2 separate regions of the Mus musculus genome follow, and region 1 is linked to region 2. The links are chromatin contacts, called in public HiChIP or PLAC-seq maps. All regions are on one chromosome and are shown on one strand. Each heading gives the region's core, a stretch centred on a gene start, on an enhancer-like site or on the middle of the called end of the contact. The rest is flanking DNA. Distances are from core to core; before and after follow the strand shown. Region 1 overlaps Sfswap (splicing factor SWAP). Region 2 holds the start of Ran (RAN, member RAS oncogene family).

The links. HiChIP or PLAC-seq counts read pairs in DNA pulled down with a chosen protein or histone mark.
Region 1: an H3K27ac HiChIP or PLAC-seq map of the NIH/3T3 cell line shows a contact between it and region 2, with 3 times the contacts expected there. The contact joins the enhancer-like site here to the promoter of Ran in region 2. A contact is called at or near these places in 2 of 39 promoter capture datasets (cranial neural crest and embryonic stem cells), 1 of 484 Hi-C or Micro-C datasets (nephron progenitors), 8 of 115 datasets of contacts at active chromatin or transcription factors (the 230-238 cell line, the NIH/3T3 cell line, embryonic midbrain and 4 more) and 1 of 9 other capture datasets (embryonic stem cells).

Annotation. Positions count from the first base shown.
Region 1 is chr5:129,526,519-129,534,082 of GRCm38.p6, forward strand. All of the region lies in intron 7 of Sfswap (splicing factor SWAP), which reads left to right. Among named protein-coding and RNA genes, the nearest start is that of Sfswap, 29 kb to the left of the region's middle. Within about 2 kb of position 3,248, at least 7 of the 459 cell types and tissues checked have an H3K27ac peak or open chromatin away from gene starts, as enhancers often do. A contact at or near this core is called in the NIH/3T3 cell line, where this site is marked.
Region 2 is chr5:129,016,817-129,023,733 of GRCm38.p6, forward strand. Ran (RAN, member RAS oncogene family) reads left to right here and starts at 3,340. Exons shown (of 7, transcript NM_009391.3): 1 at 3,340-3,462; 2 at 3,712-3,758; 3 at 3,868-3,952; 4 at 4,050-4,175; 5 at 5,187-5,374; 6 at 5,559-5,729; 7 at 5,958-6,917. The coding sequence starts at 3,723. The coding sequence ends at 6,002.

The sequences.
Region 1 (7,564 bases), core at 1,998-4,497, 510 kb after region 2:
CTGAGTTTGAGGCCAGCCTAGTCTACAGAGTGAGTTCCAGGACAGCCAAGGCTACACAGAGAAACCCTGTCTCGGAAAAAAAAAAAAAAAAAAAAGAGCCACCATCTCCCTGGCTATGGAGATATTTGTAAGGCACTGGGTTGTCTGGAAGCCTCAACAGGGCAGATAAACTAATGTGGAAAGTAATGTTCATTTTCTCAGATATATCATGGTGTATGTGCCCTATTTTAGCAGACCATGGCAGTTGTCTGCTGTGATGGGACATCCTCGAATCAGTGTGGTGAGCCAATTATCAGGTTTCTTACACACTTGCAGAGATGAGGACAGAGACATTCCTCTATTTGGGAGTTTGGAGGCTACCTGACATTATTTTTACCCTCTGCAGTGGAAGAGTCTGTGTCAGAAAGTGCTGACCGCTTTGGACTAGGAAGGGAATTCCTGAGAGTCAGGTACCTGAGTTCAGAGGGTGAAACAAGGAATCTAAAGACCTGAACTGACTGCATGGAAAAGAGAAACTTGGGTTCTCCTCTGGGGACCCTAAAGCTTTACAGTATCCACTCTGTGAACTTTGCTGTCCTGAGAAGGAATGACTCAGCAGTGACAGTGACTGTTGGTGCCAACAGAAGTGCTCAAGACATCATGGCCTCCCCCTCGTGTACATTTCTAGTGTGAAGGAAGCAGGGCCTCGCAGAGGTAAGGGAGAGCCACTCACCTCATAGAACCTGCTGCAGCATGCAGATAGCAACAGGCGTCTGTTGTCAGGGAAAAGAGGGTGTGGAGTTGCTCATTGACTCTGAGATTACTATGGTAATAACCATCCTGGGACTGGTCCAGGCAAAACATAGTCATAAAAAATGACCACTTCTGGCAAGCTGGGCTGTGGTGCTTCAGAGCAAGCCTTCCCAGCCAGTCACCTACAGGTTTGCCTGAGTTATGCTTTGTTATGCCTCTTTGTGGAAGTAGCTACATTGCTAGATACATGGGAATGAGAGATGTGGCTGGTGTTGGGTCTCGTGCCCTGGATCGTCAGTTTGGTTGTGCTGTGAGAGTGCAGGAGGTGAGCAAAGCATACTGCTGGCTGCCTGGCGAGTGTTTCCTGAGAGACTGCAGGGGATAGTGAAGGACACTGTTGGACACAGCAGTGGATGTGTGATTGTGTCTCCACAGCTGAATAGGTTGTCAGGGCTTTGATCTAATCTGGAATTAGTTTCTTGATGACTATGGCTATGACAGCATTATTGGGAAGGATGGAAAGGAGAAGATGGAGCCTTTGAAGGACATGGCATTTGTCCTGACTTCTTTCCATAGTCCTTTTTCTGGTTCACCATAGTGTGAACTAAGCAGCTCTGAAACCATGAGCCTGGATGAGTTCATTCCTCCCCTGTGGACTTTAAGCCTGGGATTTTGGTCACAGTAGTGCAGACTGACAAACTGAGTACAGCATTGCAGTGCTAAGGAGTAGATCTGTAAGCCATTGGGGTACAGCCACTGACATCACAAGGCTAGAAAAGAGCAGGAAAACAGGGAAGGATTGCCACAAGTTCAAGGCTAGGCAAGCCTACAGAATGAGACCTGTCTGAAAACAAACAAAATCAAGAAAGTCACAGTTGTGGGTGGGATCAAAAAGAGCTGTTATTCCACTGACTTTTCTGCTTTCAGGAAGACTTTGAGAAAACAAAGACAAGTGTTTCTGTAGGAAGTTCCAAGATTGTAGCCCTTGGCCAGATTGTCAGTGTGCTTTCAGCAGCCTATACCTGCAAAAGACATGTGTGTGTAGCCTGTGGTTTGAAGATGATTTGTTACAAGGGATACCAAACTCAAGCCCTATTAGATGAGGCTAACCCAAGAAGAGTGCCTCTTTCCTCACTAGTACACCCGTACTGATGGAAGTAACAGTCTCGAGACAGCAGCTTTGATGATAGTGTTAGTTCCACCAAAGTGGACATTTGGAGCTGAGCATATCAGCACACACATGTCTGTAGCTACCTAGCAGTCAGGAGACCAAGGTGGGCAGATGACAAGAAGGAAAAACTGCCTGTTTGTTTTCATTTCTCTCACATCATATAAAGATCTAATAATGTCTTCAGTTTTACCTGAAGGTACACAGAAACACAATCTATGTCTTTCTTTTTATTACATTGTAAATTTTTTGTGTATCTGTATATGTGTGGCTGTGAGTATGTCATGGCATAAAAATGGAAGTTCAGGGATAACTTGTAGGAATCAGGTCTCTCCTACAGTATGGATGGCTCTTGGAGATCAAACTCAGGTTCGAACTCAGAAATCCGCCTGCCTCTGCCTCCCGAGTGCTGGGATTAAAGGCATGCGCCACCACGCCCGGCATATCTGTCTTTTCTACAGATGTTTACCAGCCTCTACTCTCAGTCTCAAATTGTGAGGTAACTTATCTGAGTATCCATGTGTCAGTTACCCACAGAGATGTGTTCTAAAGAGGACAATGTCAGAGAGTTTTACTTTAGGATTATATCTTGGAGTGTGTGTGTGCCCCCACTAAGATGGTTGTGACGTCACTGGTAGTCTCACTGAACCCTCATTGACCTAAGCAGTGTTCCCCTGGTTTTATATGAAGCCCTGCACACTTTAGTGGAAATCTGCTTTGTTAAGAAGCTGGCTTTGCAGCATACCATTTGTTAGCTTTATGCAGAGATGCATCAGTGTATTTGAGGTGACAGGAGAGTTATTATATAAATCAGTAAAAGCCAATGTCTGAGAGCAAAATAGGTGGGTGGGTAAAGGGGGGACAGGGGTTGTGGCAGCAGGATTAGCAATCAAGCCAAGGTTGCCAGTGGTGCTTGCTAACTAAGAATCCGACTAGGAATGTGCCAGAGGATTGTGTGTCTGGGAGGATGAACTCTAGGTGCAACTGAGGTCTTGTCAGCCAGCCATAGACTAGCACAGCAGTTTTCTCAAACAGCGGCAAGAAACCTTCCTAGCACACTCTGCTGCTCTGCCAGCATTTGACAAGAGGCAGTCAGGTAGGTGCTCATTCAAAGAATCTCTTTCACTGTGTCTGCTTTCAGAGTGGATTGATTTGTTCTGGGTAGAAATTCTCTAGTACAGCTGTGTTTGCCAGCCAATTCCTCATCACAGTGCTGGGTCAGCAGCTGTTTGCCCCACACATTTAGTAGTGGTTTTAGTTCTTCACATTCTGATAGTAGCAACAGGCTCACCACCATTTCACCAAGGGTCCTGATCCTATGGCTCCATCTTGGAAACTATCCTATTGTTCAGATGACTCACCCAGTTGGCTGTGTGTACTGCTGAGTCTATAGTGTTCAGATAACTGACACACATCCTTTATGAACGAGTAGGGGGCAGAAAGTAACTGAGAGGGAACATGGAACCATGCCAGGTGATCTAGGCCTTTACAAAGGCCTCCCTGCTCTACAGAGTGAGTTCCAGGACAGCCTGGGCAACTTACTGAGAGTTTGCTTCAAACTAATAATGAAGACATGGGAGATGGACATCTCAGTGGTTAAGAGCACTTGGTCTGGTACCTAAGTACATGCACAAAAGCCAGACATGGCTGCACATGCCAGGAACCACAGCATGGGGGTTGGAGACAGGAAGGTCCCAGGAGTTCACTGGCCTACCAGCCTAACTGAAATGGTGAGCTTCTGATTTAATGAGAAACCCTGGCTCAAAATGAGAAGACAACTGAGGGTGACACCCAGTATCCTGCTCTGATAACCACATTCTCACATGCATGTAGCACATGCACACACATACCACACACACCTTTTTGTTTAATCACCAGTATTGGGGAAAAGTATCAGTATTGTGCTTTCTCTTTGCTACAAGTTCAAGAACATGATGAATATGGTAAGATGTTTCTTATTTCTTTGATTATAATTAGTACATGCTAAGTTTTTGTTTTAATTAGAGCGGGACATATCTATACTTTGAAAGTCAAATGCATACTTGTTATGAAAAATGTCTGCACTCCATCTCCCAGAGCCAGTCTGGGTTCCAGGATTACTTGAAACACTAGTCTCTGAAGTTGGGTCGACTCTATCCACCCTTGCTGTGGCTACACCTCTGTTCCTCCACATCCTGAAGTTAGGTGCTCTGGGATCTTCTTCTGCAACAGACAGCAATCTCTTTACTTGCAAGTGCCCCTCAAGCTTTCTCATGCCCAGAGTTTAACACTCCCACCTGGTGGTTTTTTTTTTTTTTTTGGTTGTCTTAAGCCTTTAGAGGAGCAAACAGGTAGAGGATATGTATATAAAAATATATTCTAGAGTCAGGCAGTGGTGGTGCACGCCTTTAATCCCAGCACTTGGGAGGCAGAGGCAGGTGGATTTCTGAGTTCGAGGCCAGCCTTGTCTACAGAGTGAGTTCCAGGACAGCCAGAGCTATACAGAGAAACCCTGTCTCGAAAAACAAAACAAACGTGTGTATGTGTGTGTGTGTGTGTGTGTGTGTATTAAAAGGGAGTCATAACAACAATCTGCACAGTAGTGGTGGGGTAGTCCAGCAGTTGCTCTCTGTGTACCAGAGAGAATGAGAACTTGGTAACTGCTTCAGCAGTCAGTGTGGTGCTGAAGACCTGGAAGACTCCAGAGCTGTCAGTCGTCAGTACGTATTGGAAGGCCAACGTAGCTGGAGTCTGATATCAATCAGATCTTGAGATGAGTTAGATAGACTTAGCAGCAAGAAATGAAGGGAAGTGGCTGGAGAGAGGTAGCTCAGCAGTTAAAAGCACTGGCTCCTCTTTCAGAGTATCCAGGTTCAATTTGAACCATCTGTAATCCTAGTCTTAGATCTAACATCTTCTGGCATCTAAGGGTACCAAGTACACACTGATGCAGAGACAAACATGTAGGCAAAACACTCATCCATAAAAAAGAAAGAAAGAACAAAATGAGGGCACATAGACATGCAAACACTGTTTTGCCTCAAACATCTTTATGTATCTGGTATACCCACAGGAAAGTGCTACACACTTGGTGGATGGGTCACCTCTCATTTAATCCTTCCTGGAAATGCACTCACAGACCCTCCTAGATAAACAGCTGAAAACATCAACTTTTCCCCCAGAGCAGATATCTTCAGGTTATACTCTATAACTTAAATATGATACACAGAGCGACAACACTTAAGTTCTGACATTTTCTTAATGTTATATGGTAATAGAATAGGGAAAGAAAGAAAACACAAATATCTGCTTACTAATGCATACATATAAAGCCATGAACATTTTAACAAAGTAAGACAGAAACATTCACGGCAGTTACATTCCTCATTTCTGTGATTGGTTACTTGGCTACAGTTGTTTATATTTTTCTACTTCCCAGCTCATATGCTCAGCAAGTCCTGTTTCTTTACCTGTGGGAGTAGCCTGAAACTTACTTGTAACACAGGAGGGCTGAGGATTTATGTCCTCCCTGCCTCAGCCTCCTGAAAGGTTCTGGCTCCTTTACCATCCTGCCTGGATCGAGTTGTTACAGTTTCAGACTTAACTCAGAACATGGTCACACCAAGAAAGACTCTACTCTTCCTTTCTCCATAGCAGTCCAGTTTCTCTGTGATGTCTGGAGCAATTATTTCTAAAAACATTGTAACTCCTTTCTTAATGTTGATTCAAGGACATCAGGAGCCAGAGTGGCCAGGGGAAAGTCTTAGCTTCTAGTTTAACTGAATCCATGTAATGCTTCTTGTGCCTCCTAACAGAAGCACTCCTTCCTCTGGAACCAAGACATCTAGGCTAGCACAGCATTAAATTGTAGGAACAGAAAGCAAAATGTTGCTAGTGAACCACTGGGGGTAGTAGTATTGAGTGGTAACGTTCCCATTTCTATCCCTTGAGTCTTGGATCCATGAATCCTGGCTATAGGAGAAACTACCATATTCTGAACACTGAATCGGAGCATTGTAGTCTTCTAGAGGACTCTGCCCCAGCCCTTCAGGCTACTGCTGCCTACTTGGCCATATAGCTGTGTCTTTAAAAAGCCATTCCATCATCTGGTCAAGCCAGCTGCTTTAGTTGTTGATCCCATGTATCATCCTCGCCTCGCCATTGTGACTCCTTTGTTCATGGGTCCATTGGGTAATGACAGGAATGGCCTTCCAGGAAAAGTTGACTTCTGTCTACAAAGCAAGCCATCCTGCTTGCTTGTTGACATTCTCCTTTGCTGATGTCACCATTTGATGAGCATTTACACAGGACACAAGTATCTTCACTTCATTTGAAGAGATCTGTTTATATTCCTCTTCCCCAAATGTCTATCTTACCAATTTTCCAATCATGTTCTTTCCAAGTCTGCAGCTGTTCATCCAAACTACTGGGCATGCCCTTTGTGTCAGTGTATAAATTGTACATCTGTCCAAATGAAATGTATATGGCCAGCAAGATGGCTTATTGAGTTAAAGGTGCTTGCTTGCCACCAAGCCTGACAACCTGAGTTCAATTCCCAGGACCAATATAGTAGAATGAGAGAACTATCTCCCACAGGTTGTCCTTTGACCTCAGTGCACACCAATAACATGCATGCATGCATAAAGAGAATAAAAATAATACTAAAAATATACAACTCTGCCCTGCCCAAAGTTGTGCCTACCACAGGATTTTCCTTCAGGGTTGTCCCAGAAAGGTGCTGTAATACTACAGTTAGCTATCCTCTTCTGGGGAATGGACTCTACATAGGGTAGCACTATTCATAAATCAGGCCTCACTTTTGTTCTCTTTAGTCGTCCAGTCACAGAACATGCCTCCTGACGCAGTGAGTTCATGGAGACAGAAGGCATTGTTGGAGTAGTTGGAACCATAGGCATTTGGGTAACTTCATCTATGACCTACTTGGGCTCAGTTACATAAATATTATCACTTCCGATTGATGTCGCTTTGCTGCTTTGCATGTCCAACTTTATGGCTTAGTAGGTAATGCCTAGCCTATGATGGGCAATTCAAGTCATGTGGTAATAGCCCATTGTCAGATTCTCAGGTTTCCACTAAGTCCCCATAGCAGGCCAAGAGCTCTCTCTCAAAATCATTGTCTGTGGGTGAGAGCAAGGCCTTGTTCCAAAGTTCCAAAGGCCTCCACTGTGATTCCCCTGTGCGGTCCTCAAAGGACCCAACCATTACCCCATGTAGCACTGACAACGCAGCAGTGCCATCAGGTTTGCTAGACCATGTGTTCCAAGTGGCACAGCAGCTGGATTGTTTCAGGGATTGTTGCTGTTATTTTGGACCCATTCCTGGTACCACAGTCTGTATTAGGCATGGTTCTCTTGACAAAAGAATAGAGTGTGTATGTTACAAGATGATTCACAGGACTGGCACAGACTGGTCTGGGTAGTGTCATAATAGCCATCTACCCACTGAAGGCTGAGAACCAAATATAGGTGCACAGTTCATAAGGCTGCTGGAGTCCCCACTGAAAGCCTAGGGGAGTACTGGGGAGTCATTGGTCTTCTCCCCCTGGGGCAAGGCCGAAGAGGCTGAGTCAGATGATGGATGGCAGCAGTAATAGGAGAACTGGGTGCACTTACAAGCAAAAAGCAGAGGTGGACCGGGCAGCAGTGCCTCTTCTTTTGGACCGCC
Region 2 (6,917 bases), core at 2,090-4,589:
TGCAGGTGTCAAGGGACTGCTTAGATTCAAAGACACAAGGGGACCTGAGGACCAAAGCAACAGGGAACTCTGGGATGGGTCCCAGACATGGTGTTGATGTCACAAATGGGATTAAGTTCTAAAGATTAGGAAACAAAATAAAAAATGTTAAACTCAAGGTATTGGTCAGGATTCCAAAGTTGTGTAGCCAAATGACCTTAGTTTTAAAAAATACATTTGGGACTGTAGAGGTGACTCGGTCGTTAAGAGTACTACCTGCTCTTCCAGAGGACCTGGGTTCAATTCCCAGCACCTACAAGACAGCTCACAACTATTCTGTAATTCCAGTTCCATGGGATCCAACACCATCATACAGACATTCAGGCAAAACTACTAGTACATAGGAAATAAAAATAAATCATTTAGAAAAAAAGAAATACACACAAACATTGTGTACCCTACACCCTCAAACATTACAGAGGAAGTATCATACATAAACAACAGGTCTTGATTCTTAAAAAATTTTCTTAAATTGATTTCTTAAAATACACAGGTATGTATTTGTATTTATTTATTTGTGTGTGTGTGTAGCATTGTATTAGGACCTTTGGGTGGCTTAGGGGGTAAAACTGCCATGCCTGACTCCCTGAGTTCAATCCTCAGGACCCATATGATGGAAGGAGAGAACTGATCTCAGTGTTGTCCTCTGACCTATTCACGCAGTGCAAATAAACAGATGCTTAAAACAATGCACTAGTCAGGGTTCTCTAGAGGAACAGAACCAATAAAATGTGTGTGTGTGTGTGTGTGTGTGTGTGTGTGTGTGTGTGTGTGTGTTTTCAAATGGACTACAGAATATGGGTTAGGTGGCCCAACAATGGTTACCTAAATGTTGGAGAGCCTGAGGAACCAGGAACTGTTCGGTCCATAAGGCTGAATGCCTTAGGAATCCCAATGGTCCATGGTGGAAGCTGAAGATGTTGAGTTTGATGCCAGCTGAGTACAACAGCTGCAGCAATGAGAGAGACATACTCAGCAGCAGGAAGGAAGGGGAAGCAGGGTTGCTTTCTCCTAGGACCTCTCTATCTGGACCACTTAGGGAAGATGTTGCCTACCCTGGAGGAGAGTCCTCCTACCTCATTTAATGGCCTCCTGGAAATGCCCTGATGACCTATAGAGAGGCATGTCCCTTAGTTAATTCTACCTTCAATCAAGTTGACCACAGATATTAACCAACCAGATATACATGTATACCTTAAGAGGAAGAAAGTGGACAATAAGACATATGAAAGAGCAGGCGTGTTAGCAACTCCTCTTGCCCCTGTGACCAAAAATACTGGAAAGAATCAAGTGTGGAGAAAGGACTTACCTTGGTTCATGGCGGATACAGTTTATCATAGTAGGATGGTATGGCTTCGGTCTCATTCCATGGTGGTGGGAGCTCACACTACAGGATATACTCTTTAAGGCTGACACCCCACCCCCCACCCCCCAGTCACTCACTAGGTCACAAGTCTAAAACAGCATGGTTGGTGGGGGATGAAATATCCAACACAGGAGAGATCTCAAATTCAAATTATACTAAAGATTTGGGGTTTTAGAAGAAAATACAATTAGCTATTTTTCTCATCGCTAGACAAAAATACTTGATAAAAAGCAACTTTTGGCTAGTTTCTTTTTGGCTCACAATTCCAATGGTACAATTTATTACATCTGCAGAAGATGGAAGGCATAATGGTGAGAGTGTGAGGTGGCTGGTTACATTGTATCCACAGTCAGGAAGCAGAGAGACCGATGCTGGTCTCCATTTTGTTCAGTCTAGGGTACTGCCCAGGTTCAGTTAAACCTCTCTGTGAGTACAAGAGACACACCCTTCACAACCCTAAATCCAGTAGACTAACCATCACAAGCTACAATCCCTTCCGCAACAGCAACTTTCCCCCCAAGGCTGTACAAATAGCCTGTCTATAGCTGTCTCCCGACCAACACCCACACCCCCAGTACTCATACATGTTAAGTTTTAAAGTTCAGGCTAAGAATAGGTTTGCAGTTCACGTTGGATGGCAAAGAAAATGCTGTAAACCAGGCAGCAGTGGGCAGTCCAGACAGTGCTTGCAGGGAGAGCTGCGCCTATGCCCGCTTGAGTGTATTCTCTTGTTTCCCTCGGCTTCTTAGGATGAGGTTCTTTGTAAGTTCTAAGCGTGGGCCAGTTAGTAACACAAACCAGGCCACCAGATGATGCGGTTCGGCAGGCTGGTTGCCAGGACAAGTAAGTTCATGATAAGTTTTCTCGGGGAGAGGGTCACTGGTGATGTCACCACCCAGCACCAGGTGCTACATTGTATCAACAATCTACCAAACTGGAACTAGGCGGGTTGACCGTTTTTCTCCTAAACTCTGTTTGATCTCCACCTCCTGTTATATCCTCTATTGAATACAGCTCACAGCATAGCCCCTTGTAGCCGACTTGTTACATATACTCCAAAATATAGTAACTTTGTATTTATATAAATATGTAACTGACGTTCCATTAAACATACTATGTTAACGTTATGTTATAGTTTTTGTGCACACTTTCCCACCTGTCTTCTACCTAAGTTGCCCAGGCTAGCCTTGGAACCCTAAGGCCTGTGCTGGCTCCTTTTAGATTGCATAGTACAAAGTAACAGCAGGGCCCCCAAGCTCTGGTCATCAGAGATACATTTTCCATTTCCCCAGCAGCATCTGTATTTGCTGGTCAATTGCTGCTCAGGAGGGAGCCAGGGTAGGGTATCTTCTGCGAGACAGATTACTCAGACCACGCAACAGAGGAAGGGCCCTGGGATGCTGAACGCCTGGACTAACTGCATCCGGTCCCATCCTCCCAGGAAGGCCAGGCCGTGTCCATGCCGGGCACGCATGGCTGACGCAAGCCGGGCCTCGGGCGCGCGCACCCTCATTCATTCCCTCCATTCATTCTGCAGACGGCGGCCGCGCACACTTAGCGATCGCCCGCCCGCGAGATCCCCGGTGCCTGTGGACACAGGACTTGGGGACGAAGGTCGGGCGGTGCCCGCTGAGCGGCAGCGAGCGACCGAGAAGCAGCACCCGCCTTTCCCGCCCACGAGGCCCCTGGCTAGGCCGCCGCCCGCGTAACGCGCGGCCTCCCGCAGCCAGCGCATGCGCGTGGCAGCCCGCGCTCAGCGCCGGCTCCCGCGGGCCCTTCACGGTCCGCGTGCGTGCGCGTCCCCGCTCGGCCGGCCCACGTGACCCGCCGCCCCTCTCCCGCCCTGGGCGCTCCGAGGGCCCCCGGCCGAGTCGGACGGCTCCAGCGGACGTGCGCGTGCACGCGCGCCGCGTGGTTGGGCGCGGCGCCGTTGCTCCGCCCTCTCCCGGCTCCTCCCCCCCTCCGCGCGCCGGCGTCCGCTGCGTCTCCGGCATTTGAATCGCGCTTCCGCCATCTTTCCAGCTCCAGTCGGACAGGCGCGGAGACTCTTCTGGAAGGTAGCGTCGAGGCCGGGAGGGTGCGGGCGCGGGCGCGGGCGGTGACCGGAGGGTTTGGGTGTCCTTCGGGTGGGCGCGGGGCGGCGCTGGCGACGAGGCGAGGCGAGGCGGACGGGCAGCGCCCTGGGCTTTTTCAGCCCGCTTCCCTTCCCCCCACCGTCTCACGCCGCGTCCCCGCCTTCCCGCGCGCTCTTCCCGGCCGCGGCCTTTGTGGGGCGCACGTGCCGCAGCCGCTCTCTCTCCCCGCAGGATCCGCCGCGATGGCCGCCCAGGGAGAGCCGCAGGTCCAGTTCAAGGTGCGTGTGCGGCCGCACGGGGGCCCTCGGAGGGCGAGCGAGCGGGGAGGTCGGGAGGGGACGGCATGGCGGGGACCGCTCACGCCGCCGCCTCGTCTCTTGAATCTAGCTCGTCCTGGTGGGCGACGGCGGCACCGGGAAGACAACCTTCGTGAAGCGCCACTTGACGGGCGAGTTTGAGAAGAAGTATGTAGGTAGGTGCGGCCGGGGGTGCTTCACGGCAGCGAGGCCTCCGGGGGAAGGCGGCGGGCAGTGCACGGCTGACCCCTTCTGCCGCCCTGTTCCCCGCAGCCACCCTGGGCGTGGAGGTGCACCCGCTCGTCTTCCATACCAACAGAGGACCCATCAAGTTCAACGTGTGGGACACGGCCGGCCAGGAGAAGTTCGGGGGCCTGCGCGATGGCTACTACATCCAAGGTGAGGGGGGCCTTGCGGAAGTGGGCCCAGGCCCTCGGACATGTGCTTGGGGTATGAGCCGGAGAGCCAGCCGTTGCCGGGTGACTAAGGAGAGGGGACAGAAATCTCTTGGAGGGAGGCGACCTGGTTGGAGTGGATAGGAGATTTTTTTTTTCTTTTATAAGAATCGTCCGTGGTGTCGTTTGATCATATGCTGTGTCATGCTAGGCATTGATTTGGGGCAAACTGTGTGGCTTCAGAACTTAGTAGGAGACTAAGCTATTGGGAAAGCTCCCGGGTCACTTTTTGGTTTTCGAAACTTGAATTAAGGGCTACACGCAGTAGCTTACCCGTGATTATTCCCATCATTAAAATAAGTAGTGAGCATTTGCCCCAAGATACTAAACCTCTAGCCCCTCCTGGAGCCAGGCCCTCTCTCACACGTGAAACCTGCCGCCTCATGGAAACTGTACTTTTACTTTTCTCCTTGAAAGTAATCGAAAAAGCTTAGTGGGGAAAGAGTCTGTTGGTGTTTAAAGACGAATGAATATCCTTGTGATCTTACTAGCATGATGAGAAAATTCGTTCTTTGGCTTCTTCGCATGTAAAGGCAAAGGGGTGTTTATAACCGGGGTTAACTTTTTAACCAAAAAAATGGGGATGCTCACGTGCTTCCTCTTAAACTGTATCCTCACCATCCCTGCAGGGTAGGTTATAGAAACCTGGGCTCAGATTTTAGAAGACTGGTGTTTGAACTTTGATGAACTTTGATGGGCCAGCAGTTGGTAGTTAGTGATTAGGTGCCTTGAGGAGAAGAAGGTAGTTGATAGAGTGAATTGGTCTTGACTTTTGGAGTTTTCATTTGAAGAGGAATTGGAGTCAGTGTGCCATGTTTTACCATCTAACTTTTTAGTGGGGGACAGGGAGGACTTTTGAATGGAGTGGGTTGATGGGTGATCCAGAGTCAGGCCCAAGATGATGACTGAGTCCTGCAGTAGACTAAGACACTCTACTGTCTCCAATGTTTTTCAGCCCAGTGTGCCATTATAATGTTTGATGTAACCTCAAGAGTTACTTACAAGAATGTACCTAACTGGCATAGAGATCTGGTACGAGTGTGTGAAAACATCCCCATTGTATTGTGTGGCAACAAAGTGGATATTAAAGACAGGAAAGTGAAGGCAAAATCTATTGTCTTCCACCGGAAGAAGAATCTTCAGGTACGTTCTAATTTCTCGGTTCATTCTTAGAGAAGATTGTATATAAGGTACCCGTATATGTTCTATATTAAAAATTGGTCAGAGGGTTTTAATGTGGATTATAAAATGTCTTTGTTTAGAATGTCCTGGAATGGAGATTATTAATAGAATCATTAAGCATACATTCCTTTTTCTTTTAAAACAGTACTATGACATTTCTGCCAAAAGTAACTACAACTTTGAAAAGCCTTTCCTCTGGCTTGCCAGAAAGCTCATTGGAGATCCTAACTTGGAGTTTGTTGCCATGCCTGCTCTTGCCCCACCTGAGGTGGTCATGGACCCAGCTTTGGCAGCACAGTACGAGCATGATTTAGAGGTATTTGTTCTTTTTTTACAGTGTTTTGTTTTCGTGTGTGTGTGTGCACTTTGCCTAGTTTCTGCAGAGGTTGGCATTGGATCTGCCCAGACATGTGGGGTGCTAGGAATCAAGCTCCGGTCATTAGAAGAGCTGGCTGTGCGCACTTAACCAGTCCTGGTGGTGCTCGGCCTGACTTGGTAATGGTAGTTCTGATCTGCACTGTTTTGTTTTTGTTTGTTGCTCCAGGTTGCTCAGACGACTGCTCTCCCAGATGAGGATGATGACCTGTGAGAAAGTGAAGCTGGAGCCCTGCGTCAGAAGTCTAGTTTTATAGGCAACTGTCCTGTGATGTCAGCGGTGCAGCGCGTGTGCCACCTTATTTAGCTAAGCAGATCGTGTACTTCATTGGGATGCTGAAGGAGATGAATGGGCTTCGAGTGAATGTGGCAGTTAAACATACCTTCATTTTTTGGACTTGCATATTTAGCTGTTTGGAACAGAGTTGTTTCCTTTCTGAATTTCAAAGATAAGACTGCTGCAGTCCCATCGCAATATCCAGTGGGGAAATCTTGTTTGTTACTGTCATTCCCATTCTTTTCGTTTAGAATCAGAATAAAGTTGTATTTCAAATAATCTAAACAAGTGAATCATCCCTTGCTTATTAAAGCCACTAACACGAGGGAGCTTGTGCCATATTATAGTTTAAAATGCTTCTGCTATTACCTGAGGTCTATTCAGTTATGTTCTCCTTGTGCCTACCTTCATAAACATTTAGATTGTCTGTGACTCAGCTAGGATGATATCTGCCCTACCTGCATTTAGCCAGGTAGTTTAACCTAAGAGAAGACCTTGTGTAAAACTAAAGATTTAAGTATGTACGCATCAGATGTTTAAGGATTGCAGTTGACAATTTCTGTAACCTAGGCCTTCAGAAGTTAGAACTGCAGTTGACGGACGGAAGCTTGAGGGTTTTCTGAGATGGACTACATTTCTTCATTTCCATGTCTAATGTTGGTTCTCTAAGATGTCCTCTGCTTTCAAATATTGGCTCCTATATTGAGTGGTAGTCTCAGGAGGTAGAGGCAGGAGGATCTCTTGAGTTTGCCCCCAACCTTAGTCTACAGAGCAAGTTCCAGGACTGAGAGACCTGTCTCAAAAAATTCATGGTAGGCTGTTACAGTATTACAGCAGCTGATCTTTTTTTTC